Linked DNA regions of Rattus norvegicus: region 1 is linked to region 2. A link is a contact called in public Hi-C data. All regions are on one chromosome and are shown on one strand. The core of a region is the stretch at or near the end of the contact, and the rest is flanking DNA. Distances in the headings are between cores, read along the strand shown. Region 1 overlaps LOC134485824 (a long non-coding RNA gene). Region 2 has its middle 56 kb from the start of Enc1.

Region 1 (7,075 bases), core at 2,686-5,185, 160 kb before region 2:
GAGACACGAACAGCAGCGACGTTGGTTGGTAAATCTCTAACAATGTGCACATCTTTTGCGCCTTCTACTCTTAGCCTTGGCCAAAAAGAAAAACAAATTATGAAGAAACAACAAAACTATAATGCCCACATTCCTCATTGTTACCTTTTTCTATTGTGGTAAAAGGATGCGCAACGTAAGCTTTACCAATCTCACCGTACCAAAGTGCGCTGTTCATTCAGTAGACTTCATGGCGAGTACCTGTGGTTACATGCACGCCTGTGGCTGTCTGCCCACCTCCTTGAACAGCAAGGCTGACTCCTTAGATAGTAACTCCTTAGATAGTGACTCCTTCGATAGTCCCCTCTCCCAAGGCCTCTGGTGACCACCATTCTGTGAGTGTGACAGCTCTCCCAGACAGGTGGAACGACACAGTGCTTATCTTTCTATATCTGGCTTACTTCATTCCGCGAAATGTATTCAAGGTTGACTCACGCTGTAGCCTGCCTCAGATATCAGAATCCTACCCTTTTCTAAGGCTAATGTCCCATTGTATGCAAATGAAAGATTTGTTTATCCATTCCAACATCATCTACCCTGTTGGTGGACACTTGGGTTGCTTTTACCATACTCACCAATGCCCCTGTGTGTGCGAGTATAGGAATATCTGGCAAGACTCTAGTTTTAGTTGTGTGGGAGATATATATATGCCTTCCACATTATTTTAATGGTCTTTATGAAAAATTCCTTCATCTGTCAGGGAAAACCAGTCTCTCAGCCCACCATGTGTTTTAGCGAGAGCTGTCGCTAACAGGCTAGAGGAGGAAGTGAGCATCTAACACAGGCCTCTAGAGCGCAATGCAGGGGGTCTGTGCAGTGACAGAGGCCAAGCCGGCTGACTGGCACAGCATCCTCTTCTTCCTCCAGGGCTTTCTTCGTTTTAGAAATGTTTAAATGCCCAGGGACCTCTTTGAAGAGGAAGTTGTCTTGACCATGAGAACGTATGGTGTGAACTCGTGAACAGTCACTCACAGCAGCAGGGACAAAGACAGTCAAGAAGGGGGGTGTGGAGGGCTGGCTGGGGGAGGGGCGTGCTATGCCCCAGTGCTGGAGAAAGAACAGTTCCATACACAGAGAAGGGGGAAGAAGGGAAACAAAGAAATCAGTTCTGCAGCACCCTGAGGCAGAGGACCCCAAGAACCGCTGACATAGAAAAGCCATAATTACGACCACACTACACCCTCTAGTTTCCACAGGAACTCTAGTGAGAACCAAAAGTTTTTTTTTAAAGAAGCAATTCTCTCAAGAACCCAACTTCTGTTGGTATCAAATCGAACAGACACCGAGTCTCACAGGAACTCAGCCCACAGCTCCCAGAGCAGATTGCATCCCAACAGAAGAGTCATGCCAAAGACACAGACAGTGTGAAGGCTGCCTTAAGGCTGGGCTTGAGAGCGGAAGCTAAACGGAGACTCCAGGAGCTCTCTAGTTCAAGGAGGCTCAGAGCACCAAAGGAGAAGCCACTCCTGTGGAGAAGACAGACTACTCCCAAAAACCACCAGACCCTGTGATACGGACAAGACTCAGAAAAGACACTGCTTGGGTTCGTAACCACAAAACACTCCATAGCCCACTCCAGTTCAGTTACCCACACCCAAGTGAGCCCACCATTTTTGCCGGACTTCAGCAGACCCCTGTGTAAGGGAAGAAGACAGCTGTTGGAAGAACAAGGCCCTCTCTCCCAGCCTCTTGTGAGTCACTTTCTTCTAAGGTGGTTGTCCTCAAATTGAAGAGTAACCCCCAAAATCTTGCCAAGCCAGGGAGGACAGACACAATTAATTCACTTGAAAACTGTCTTTCAGGTACCTTCTTTTGAGTCGCTCACTCAGTGAATGGGCTCTGCCTCCACATGGAGCACAGGCGTCCACTCAGAACCACAGAGCTAGAATAAGGCCATTCTTCCCCTCAGGGGACTCAGGTCTAATAAAGAGATGAGGGACTGAAAGCAAGAGTGCGACAAGGTGGAGCTCAGTGGTGAAGCTCTTGCCTGGCCTGTGTAAGACCCTGGGTTTCAGGACCTCCCAACAAACCCAGGCAGACAGACAGACAGACTGATACACACGCACACACGCACGCACACACGCATGCACACACATGCACAGATGTGCGCGCATGTGCACACAGCACATACATAGAGACACGGCTTACAAAAGAACATTTGAAGTGAATTATCACATAGGAAACTTAAGAGCACGTCTGGAATGCAGGAAGAATATAAAATTCAAGCGATCAGGACCACTCACTAGGTTTACATTTGTTTGCTCTTGTTGGTGTAACGAATAGCTCAGAACAATGGCTTGAAACAATGTAACTTTAACAAAGGGAGGTCAGACGGCCAGAGTGGGTACTGGGGGCTAAAGTTGGGTAGTCGGAAGCCCTGCATTTCTTCTGGAGACTTCCACAGAGCCTGGTTCCTGCCCTCTCCAGTTGCTTGTTGCCTGGTTCCTTTGGCTCTGGTTTCCTTCCAGGATTAATATCACAGTGACCTCTGCTTCTGTCCTAACCCAGCTTCTACCTCTCTCCTGTCCTAACATTCCTACCTGGATCTTCCTCTGTGATTGCACTGGCCCATCCAGATAACAAACTCTATCTTCAAGATTCTTGTAAGGTGACAGGGCCTGGAGATCTTTGGGGCAGTAGTGAGAGACAGAGGTGTCAGGGGCAGTATTTTATCCTGTCAACTCCTTACAAGACTAAAAATTCTCTATGTGAATAAGTCATACTGTTCTTCTGTCATCTCTCTCTCTCTCTCTCTCTCTCTCTCTCTGTGTGTGTGTGTGTGTGTGTGTGTGTAAATGGAATAAATTATATTCCATTCAAACCCTTGTTAAAAATCATCTAGGTTACATAATAAAACCAGCATGAAGAAAACCAGCCCAACACTCAACCACCTTCTACAAAATCTATTCTCTTTGCAATTTCTGCTTTTCCCCCCTCACTCCCTGTGTGTTGATTTTTTTTTCATATTCTGGCCCATCTTTCTTCTCAGTAGATACTAGTGGGTCCTTTGGCTGACACAGATTGTCACCAACACACTAATTCACACTAGCCAATTTCACTATGTGAGCTACACAGAGGAAAGAATTCAGAATTACTGTTGGAAACTGCTTTTTTGGGCCTAAAAGGAGATGTGACGAGGGAGACAGCTCAGCGGGTAAAGAGTGTCAGCTTCTCAAGCGAGGGCCTGGGTTAGGATCCCAGCACCCTAACAAAAAGCTGAGCTTGACCCCACATACCTGTCATGTCAGTACTGTGGAGCATGGAGACAGAGGGATTACAGAGACTTGCAGGATACAAGCTGCCTCAAGGTTCCAGGAGAGACCTCAAGGGAGTAAGGTAGAGATTGCCAGGACTGAGCAACCAGCATCATCCTCGGGCCTCTGTGCACACACACACATAAGTACCCACCGAGTGAATATATGCCTCATATATACCACACTCACTCGCATATGTATTCAAACTTTAAACTTAAAACACTTATATGTCAAAAGTCTAGGTTCTTCTCTAGGGTTCATCATCCTAGCCGGAACCTAGGAGATCCTTTACCCAAGGTTAAGGGTTAGCAATGCTACAAACCAGTGCACACTATGTATGGCCTCTGGAGTTCGGATCTGAGTACTTTGTGCCAGAAGATGCTACTCGCTATCTTCTCTATCGCTCTTGTCTTTGATATTTAAAAAGAGGCCAGAGACTCCCTTTTAAATACACACTGATGAGGGCAAAACCAATTTCTGGTTTTGCTTCCTGGAAAACCCGTGATTGGAGTTCCACAAAGAACCCTTCCCGTTTGGGTGATGTTTGACTCTGGAACATAAACAAGTTTCGACTGGAGGACAGACAGTGTGTAATCAATACTCCTTGGCTCCTGTCCAGGCCTGTCACGCCTGGTGCTTACATCGCTGTTGCAGATACTGGGAGGGAAGATCGCACCGCATTTAAAAGCAGATCAACAGATGTAGGGGTGTCAGTGAGAGTCGGTTACACGGCTGATGAAAGTCTTTGTGAATCTCAAATAATGACAATATGGCAACCCTCTATACGCTGGCAGATGGCCTCAGCCCCCGACCCTGCCAGGAAACCCAAAGCCAACCTTTCTCCCTCCCTCGGAACCTCATATTCCAGTCTCCATCATGCCTCTGCTGCTCTTCGTTGCCCTCAGCTTTCCAGTCCATGGTTTAGAAACTCCCTATGAACCGGTCATACTGGAGGTTTCCCCTAGGCCCGCTGACTCCCAGCCGCCTCCTGCCTCAACACCATTCCTCGTGTTTCCCGGCTCCATCCCTCTGAGGCCCTGTTCTCTAGGCCTAGATGGCAGCTCCTTCCTGATTCGCCTGGTGAATGCCTAATTAGCCCTCCAGAAAACCTCAATAAGCTCCCTCTTGTGTGACAAGAACTGTGGCCTCCCCTCCCACAAGGCTCTTAACACACAGTGTTGGCTCGGTGTCCCCCCACCCCCCTCCTTTGCAAGCTCCCAGACTGAGAGCTCTTTCCCAGCACAGGGAGCGCCTTTCATCTCCCGCCCCTCTGCACTTAGCTCTTAGTAGACACTGATAAACATTGGCTGAGTGATTGAAAGAATCTTCAGGTCCTTCTTCTGGGAAAGAAAGAGAAACGGCCCATCACTCTGCTGCCTTCTGAACTGTGGGCAGTCACCACCCGCTTCACTTTCTCACCAACTTTCTAGTGGCCTGGCTGCCCACCGAACCCTGTCCCTAATCCAGCCACGGCAATGCTGGCTTGTTTCCTGACCACTGAGCCTCCCCCACAGCAGCCCCTGATAGTCCGACATGGCAGTCCTCCGTGCTGCCGCCGTCTCTGGTTTTACTGAGGTGACTTCTCTGCCTCTTTTTCCACCTCCTCAGTGTTCTCGCTTCCCAAGTACTTGACTTTAGTAGGGTACAAGGTCCGGGCCTCTCCCCCAGAAGCTCACTGCAGGAACTACACAATGCTTACAACAACCTCCCAAGGTCAGTCTCTACAAACAGGACTGTCACCAGATGAGCTGATGTGGGCCAGGCACTCAGCATGCAGACAGTTGTCATACACTAGCAAAGGTATCTCTCAGCTGGCCACCTCTGTGCCCTCCCATTTTCCTCCCCTTAAATTCACTCTCCATTCTGACGCTACCGTAATATCCCAAAAAGAATGCTGGTGCCAAAAAAAACCGAAGTCTTCAGAATGCCTTAGCTGGGCGTGGCATACGCCTTTAATCCCAGCACTGGGGAGGCAGAAGCAGGCAGATCTCTGAGTTCCAGGCCAGCCTGGTCTACAGAGCAAGTTCCAGGACAACCGGGACTACACAGAGAAAGCCTACATCCAAAGAAAACCCTCCAATTACAGAGGGCCACACAGAGAAACTCTGTCTTAAAAAAAAAAAAAAAAAAAAAAAAAAGCGAAACTCCCACTATCATCCAGTTCTTCAACTTCAAGTTTAATTTCTCTGGGAATAGGTTCGGGTTTTCATAATACAGTGTCCACTGTATAAGGAAGCAATGCTACATTTTGTGCTGTCTCAGTATCTCACCTACAAATCATGCCTGTATATTGCCCACATTTTGTTTTGTGCGGAACTGTATTACCCAGTTGTCTGTTGTTCTGGGCTTTCACACGGGACCAACAGGACTGCCTTGTTATGACATTAAATACAGAGTTGACCACCCCTCACAGCTTTAGAAGGTAGACACAGAACAGAAAAACAAATTGTCATAAAGACCTTCCTTCTGAGATCTAGCCCTGTTTGATTATCTTGTTTGCTTTTGTTGTTTGTTTGCTGTGGGTTTTTGTTTTTGTTGTTGTTGTGGCTGTTGTTTGGTTGTTTGGTTTGGTCTGGTTGGCTTCTTTGGCTTTTTGTTTTGTTTTGTTTTGCTTTGAGGTCAGCTCTCCTTATAACACTCAAGCTAGCCTTGAACTTGCCTTAGCCAGCAGAGGGCTGGGACAACAAGCGTATGCCACCACACTAAGCAGCCCTGTTCCTTTTAAATAAAGTACGTGTCCCCATAATTCCGAGAGCTCCAGGAAAACCTTTCTGCCTGTTCTATATCTGAAAATGCTACATTCCAGGAGAAATAAAAGCCTCCCTGGCTCCGTGTCCAGGAAGAGAACGAGAGTCCAGATACCTCCAAGTCTTTCTGTTCCTTCACACCTCCGATGTCTTAATGATCCCTTGCCTTTAGTTTTATAGACACATGCGTACTGATAATACCTGTCATCGAAGGCATACACACATGCACACACAGTAAGGCGGGCAATTAATCATGATCTCCCCCAAGACCTTATTTTACAGTCAGGAGCCAATTGTCAGCACACATGTTCCTAAATAAACTGACACACGCACCAGCTAACAGATTAATTCACGTGGAGAAGGCACCGTGGGAAGAAAACCAGTGTTCCCAGATTGCTCAAGCAGGTGCTTTCCCTATTAACATAAGGATCAGTGCTCCCAGCTCTAACCCCCTGGGAACCCTGCCTACTGCAGTTGATGCTAGGACAGTTCTGCAAACTGAGAATTTGGTTTATACCGCACAGCACCGCTCAGGAACTCCTCAGAAGCCAGACTGAATCTAGTTGGCAGGGATAGGGGTGGGGTGGTGTCCTTTTTTTTTTTTTTTTTTTTTTTTGTGGTCTCACACTTGAAACTTACTATGGATCCCAGACTGGCCTTAAACTCGAGATCATCCTCCCCACCCACCCCCAAGCCCCCCACTGCCTCCCGAGTGCTGGGATTGCAGGTGTGTGCTCTCTGACTTTTCAATAGAAGGGAACCCTGAAGGAATACTTCATGCTTCCCTATGTCTTTGCAGATGTTGTTCTCGAGGCTCACAACATCTGATGTAATGAATCCTTAAGACACCAACACCTCCTGCGATGAATCTGTTCAGGAAAGAAGCGTGCGCCCCACGTGTGCGTGCACGCGCTCATCCACACTCGCTGCCTGGCATGCCCCTTCAGTGGCGAGAATACTGTTAGTCATCTTGTGTCTTTTAAGTTTTAGTCCTAACGTGGTCAGCCCTCCAAATAAAGCCCAGGCGCTCCATAC
Region 2 (6,319 bases), core at 3,636-6,135:
GGCTTTATGGAACTTCCTTTATGCGCCTACTAACTGCTGTTTTCAAAGAGCATTTTCTTCTGCTCCAACTCCACCTTACTCACTAGTCTCCACCTCTCAAATATTGTCTTAGCAACCGTTTACTGATTAACTCTACCCAGCTGAACAGGCCAGCATCAATGCTGCCGCTGCTGCGGCCACTGGAACTCGGACTTCTGCCATGCCTCCTCACAAGTACCCAGGTCAAAAAGAATTGTACAGGTCATCTAGTCCAAACTCCCTTCCATTGCTAGGATGGGACAGCTGAGCATGCATGTGCCAGCACACTTCCTGAGAAGGTTACTCAGGGTGGCTGCAGACATCTGGCCAAAAGAACCAATTTTGAAGAAACGGAGTTAAGAAGTGGTCTGGAGACAAAGCACACCAGGACAGTCTCACTGACTGCCTAACACTCATAACCTCTGGGAGTTGAGCAGCCCCACTGACAACCGTGTGAGCATTGATAGCTGCACATTGAACTTTACCTCATCCCAACGGAAACACTAGAAGGGCAGCCATATTGTAGCTACCGTGTCAAAGGTATAGTCAGTGTGGAGGATGTCTATGCCCAGGTTAGTTCCAGTGTCAGAACTCCGTGATAAAACCAAGACTGATTCTTCCTCATGTACACCCAAGTCCAGCCCATCACCTTACTTTGTGTAGCTACACTGAATTGTGTGAGTTATACTGAATGTTACAGAATTCATTAGGAGTGAGAAAAATATAAAACATAGGAAATATGAAATTTGGGGCGGGGACTCAGAGGTGGCTCCACACCTTAGTGCACTGACTGTTCTTCCAGAGGACCTGGGTTTGATTCCCAGCAACCACGCAGTGGCTCACACCCACCTATAACTCTTGTCCTAGAGGATCTGATACGGTCTTCTGGCCCCTGTGGGCACCAGGCAGGCAAGCACACTCATATAAATGAAATAATAATTCTTTTTTTAAGAAAAAAACACCAGGATGACTGAACCACCTCCTTCCCCAAACTCCTCAGGGTTTCTCTATCTGGAGAAATATGTCCATTCACAAGCCAAGGGCGGTGAAAATGCTGATTCCATTGGAAAACAGCTTTATGACGGTCCACATGCAATCCACACATGGAATCTTCACTCCTGTGATATGCCCTCTCCCGTGGGATATCAGCAGTGTCAGAGATCAGAGAATAGAGGTAGTGTCTGATTCTGTGACAGGAGAGAAGATTGTGGTGGGTTTTCAATGCTGGATTTTGATATGGATATTTAGGTAGGAAAAGGAAAGAGCTGTAAGGAGATATCACCATCGGATCTAGAGGAGCTTCAAAGAGAGAAGCCGAGCTGGGCGTGGTGGCACACACCTTTAGTGCCAGCACTCCCAGGGCACAGGCAAGTGGATCCACTGACTTCAAGGCCAGCCTGGTAATAGAGTGAGTTTCCAGGTCAGCCGGGGCTACATGGTAACACCCTTCACTAAAACAAACAAAAAGAATACAATGTGCTGTCAGGGACAAGAAACAAATTAGATAAGGAAGGAAGAGACCTGGAATGTGGCAATTTAGGTCAGAGTTGACCTTGGCAGAAGTAATCCTGAGTGAGGTTTCTGGGAGAGGAAGGGATTGCAGGAATACTAAGCGGGCAGAACAGAGTATGGGAAGATCCTTTCAGGTGAGAAGATCTGGTATTTCTTCATGGGGCAAGTGAAGGGGAGATGTGGGCGATGGTAGAGAGGAAAATTGGCCCAGATTAAAAGAAATAAAGGGAGAAACAAAATGCCCTCTACAGAGACAACCATCCACTTCCCATCTCCTACCCAAGGGTTTGTATTTTAAGATTTTTATTATGATGTGTGTGTGTGTGTGTGTGTGTGTGTGTGTGTGTGTGTGTGTGAGAGAGAGAGAGAGAGAGAGAGAGTTTGTCTTTGTGTGTGTTGGGGGGGGGGGGTCTGTCCATGCATGCTGTTGCCCTCAGAGGCCAGAAGAAACCGTTAAACCTCTTACAGCTAGAGTTACAGACAGCTGTCAGCATCCTGGTATGGGTGTCAGGAACCAAACACAGTTCCTCTACAAGACTAGCAAGTGCTCTTAACTGCTGCGCCATCTCTGCAGCCCTGATTATTTTGTTTTAATTGTTATATTTTTATTTTATGTGCATTGGTGCTTTGCTTGAACGTATATCTGTGTGAGGGTGTTGTAGCGTGTAATTAAAAAAATCCACGCTATCTCCGGCTACACTCGGCAAAGGCGGTCTCCCGGCTCCCATGGCTATCCCGAAGCGGCGGTCCGCCCAATTTCCCACGGTTCGCTTGCCACCCAAGAGCTCGCGTTCCCAGTCAGTTGTCCCCTGTGGACAGTCTGCCAAGACTGGCTCTAAACCCCGAACCCCGTATAAAGAAATCTCCAGAGGCTTATAATCTATCAGTCAGATTTTATAACAGTAAATTCTCAACTGTTGGCCCTGCACCCCCCCAAAAAAAATGCCAACACAGAAAATCTCAAAACTCAATTGATATTGCACACCTAGATGGGGCAAATGCACCCTACATTACTCTATTGTCCTCTGTGATAGCCATAGCTACCTGTGACTCTTTCAAGCCACGTGGATCAGGTCCCTCTACTACCTTCTCCCTGGCTCTTCCCCTCAGTTCCCGTTTTTCTCTAAAACTTCCAGCCCCGCCTTCTTTTTCCGTTGCCCAATCACAGGCTCTAGCCTTATCTGACGAATTAGATTCCACCCGCCCTCACCTGCAATCCACAGGGTGTCAGAACTCCTGTGGCTGGAGTTGAGGAGAGCTATGCGCTGCCTTGTGAGTGTTAGGAATTGAACCTGGATCCTTTGGAAAAGCAGCCAGTGCTTATATCGGATGCGGTATCTCTCCAACCTCCCCGGCCCTGACTAGTGTTTTAATAGACTATTTTTAGAGCAGTTTTAAGATTACAAATAGAATGTGTGGTAGAGCTTTCCATGTGCCTTGGTGCGCACTTGCTCGGTCCCTCCCATTATCAATAACCCCACTGGTGTGTTCTGCTACAGCTGAGGAGCCTACGCCGGCATACTTTTCTCGCTCCAAGTTCACTTTCCATCAGGGAGAGGCAGAACACGTATTTCCTGGACTTAGGAAATACATATAATGATATACACTGTAGCCTTTGTTTCGAGTGAGTACATGGAGACAGCATGGTGCAGGGACAGTAGGCTCCCAGGGGTACTCCAAATGGGTGATTTGCACCTCAGGAGTTTAGAGGAGGGGCCCAAGGGAAGCATGTGAAAAACAGGCATAGTGATACACCCCTGCAATCCCTGCACAGAGGCTAAGGAGGGAGAACCTCGAACTCAAGGCTAACCAGAACTGCATAAAGAGATACTGTCTCAAAAGATAGAACCAGGGTTCGGTGGGAGAGGGGGAAGGAAATCAAGCAAACAGACGGTGATATGAGTTTCAGACTCGCGATAGGAGTCTGTTGGGTCTCAGAAAATGAAACACCCAAGTACAGCCCTGGGACACGCCGAGCACTTTATTAAAGGCAGCTGGAAGGCCTCGCCAACCTCCCCTTGTCTCTCCCTGATCCCCAAGCTCAGCAAGGGGCTCCCCCCCTGAAATTACTTTACCAGACCCAGCAAAAGGTTGCCCTTTATCCCCTCCCAGGCTCCAATAGCCAGGGAAAAATAAACTCAAAAGACAAAGTGAAGGCCGTCTCCACATCTAGATAGTCACTGTCACAAGCCACTGTCTTCCCTTCGGCCCATTCAGCTTCCTGAGTCATTCACAAATCATTGTCTGTTCTATAGGTCCGTTCAACGGTCACGGTCAACTTGAAAATCGTCCACTTGAAATTTATCCCCTGGCCTACTTTGATTTCTATTGTCATGATAAACATCATATCCACAAGCAACCAGGGAAAGTTTATTTCATTTTTACACTTCTACCCCACAGTCCGACATTGTTGACAGAAGTCCGGGCAGAGACTCAAGAAGGAACGTGGAGGCAGAAATGAGGGAGGTTAAAGCTTACTGGCTCGTTTATCCACAGACTGGTGTGTTCAACTACCCTTCTTACATAGCCTATGCCCCCCTGCCTAAGAATGGAACCACCTACAGTGGGCTAGGCCCTTCAACATCAAATCAACAAGCAAGATAATGCGATCCAATGGAGACAAGTGTTTAGCTGAGATCAACTTTTTCCAGAGGGTCGTCACTAGATTGTGTAAGCTCGAGGTGTCTTTGCGCATGCTCATGAGTTCGTATCTCCTCTCTCCTTTACTCAGGCTTCTGTGCACTAGCTTCAGCGACCTTCCAGGGGGTCGAGGGAGGGATGCCTCCCTCTCCAAGTTCACTAGGCAAAGAAGGGAAGCAGGTGTTTGAAGGAAAACAAAGGAAGAGCAGATTGCAGGGCAATGTGAAACAACATGGAGGTCTGATGAACTTTCCAGAAGCCGATGTGACGCCAGAACATGATGCAAGAAAGGAAAAGGCAGACGCTGAAGGCTGATAAGCCGGACTAAGGAATGTGAGTTGCCTTGCAGGCAACGGTAGGGAGCTTTACAGGAAGGTGTTTAAGCTAGAAAGTCGCCTGACCTAATGTTTTTAAAGGCAGCTCTGGTGTCTAATGGGGAGAGGCTGATCCTGAGCAGGGCTCAAAGAAGGAAGGGAATCAGTTGGGGAGTTGACAGGAGTCAGCGCTCACAAGGCCAAGGCTGGTCAGGCAAAGACAATAGAGAACACAGAGATTTTCCCCCCAGGCTCTTCTGAAATGGACCTGACAGTTAAATGGGGAAAGTCAGGGAGTGAGAAAGATGAAGCTGATTGGCAGGGTTGGCCTGAGGTAGCCAGCACAGTGTTAGCAGTCATCAGGTCTGCAGAAGTAGGAAGGGTAGGGCAAAGTTCAAATTTACACAGCGAGGAGGGAGCTGGGACACCACACTCCTCATCTCTCCTCAGGGTCACAGCCACCAGTTCTATCACAGAGGACTGGCTAAGAAGAGAGGCATGAGGAATTTAATCGATGACATGGGGGCTTTTGAAAACAAAGGCTCAAAGACTCAAGGGGAAGTTCCTGGTTTGTGTGTAGATTCTGTGGAGAATAGACAGCCATGGGACAAAAGATCCCAGTGGTAATGAGCCTCCCTCCAGATTCTTCTCGGCTCCCTGTATGGCATCGCCTCTTCCTGAGGATGTAGGGAACAGCTCTAGAGAGACACACTTAGGTCCTACAGTGTGTAGACCTTCTATTCACTGGAAGGTGTCCCAGGAAGGCAGGAGGAGGTTAGAACCTATTCCAGGGTCTGTGGCTGTTACAGGGAAGGGGGTCCAATTTCCATGACTTGTCTTGCAGAAGGAAATTTTAGTTTCTATGTCCTGCCTTGGGAGGAAGGAGAGCAGACAGAGAAGGGAGTTTGGCAATAATAATAATAATAATAATAATAATAATAATAATAATAATAATAACAATAACAATAACAATAATAATATAAAAATAATAAGTTACTTTTAAAAATCTCTTGCTTGAGAACACTTGCCCTTCAGATCAAAATAGTCGGTGTGCCAGGGCACCATATTCTTGGGTGTGTAATCAGAGCCTCAGCAGCATTGATAAGTCTCTGGTTCCTTGGGGCATCCTGGAGTAGCTATACACACTGACTTGGAGCCCAGAAAGAAAGTGGCCAAACTGTCAGCGGAAGGGGTGTGTTAAAGATATGAAAAAGAATAAAGTCTTCATCAGGGATTACCCTAGCTGAGAAAAGGGGGGTGGGGGGAAGAGTAATTTCTACTTTAAAAAAGAACAGTCATTTTCAAATGTAATTCTCTCCCAACAATGGAATCATCCAAGGTCTTGTTGCAAGAGCAAACCAAAAAAGGAAGAAGTAATCAGCTTTTGTATGAATGAAGTGGGAAACTGGTGAGGTTCTGGGAGCTGCAGGGGCAGCTTTACCAATCAAGCCCAGCACACGTGTCAACACTACCATGATCTCTGACTCATGAACCCCTTAGAAAGGAACTGTGCATTGGCAGTACATGACCACCAAACAGGCTACACAGCCTCCATGTTCTTCCTGAGTAAGGTCATAGCTTTCAAGGTCAGTATCTGAAGGGTTTGCTCCTGAGTGGAAGCTGAGAACGGTTGCCTCTAAGATGGGGAACCCTGTGAGGGGCGCATAAGGTCTCAGCGGCTCATTCCTGTAGTTGCTTGGTTCAAGGGAGGCTAATCCAGAAACAGAGTCCTCACTGAGCTTGAGGAACATTTTGACCTTTGTAAAGGAGGCAATGTACTGTCCCTTCCCACGAACCCAGGGACAGCAGTCTTTTCCAATTTAAATGTTAAATTT

Evidence for each region. Hi-C and Micro-C count contacts between places; a contact is called where the count stands out from the background.
Region 1: a contact with region 2 is called in a Hi-C map of liver, with 3 times the contacts expected there. The contact joins two enhancer-like sites. A contact is called at or near these places in 2 of 12 Hi-C or Micro-C datasets (kidney and liver).

What each region holds. Positions count from the first base shown.
Region 1 is chr2:30,498,656-30,505,730 of GRCr8, reverse strand. All of the region lies in intron 1 of LOC134485824 (a long non-coding RNA gene), which reads right to left. Among named protein-coding and RNA genes, the nearest start is that of Enc1, 220 kb to the right of the region's middle. Within about 2 kb of position 3,935, at least 14 of the 93 cell types and tissues checked have an H3K27ac peak or open chromatin away from gene starts, as enhancers often do. A contact at or near this core is called in liver, where this site is marked.
Region 2 is chr2:30,337,902-30,344,220 of GRCr8, reverse strand. No RefSeq gene overlaps it. Among named protein-coding and RNA genes, the nearest start is that of Enc1, 56 kb to the right of the region's middle. Within about 2 kb of position 4,885, at least 6 of the 93 cell types and tissues checked have an H3K27ac peak or open chromatin away from gene starts, as enhancers often do. A contact at or near this core is called in liver, where this site is marked.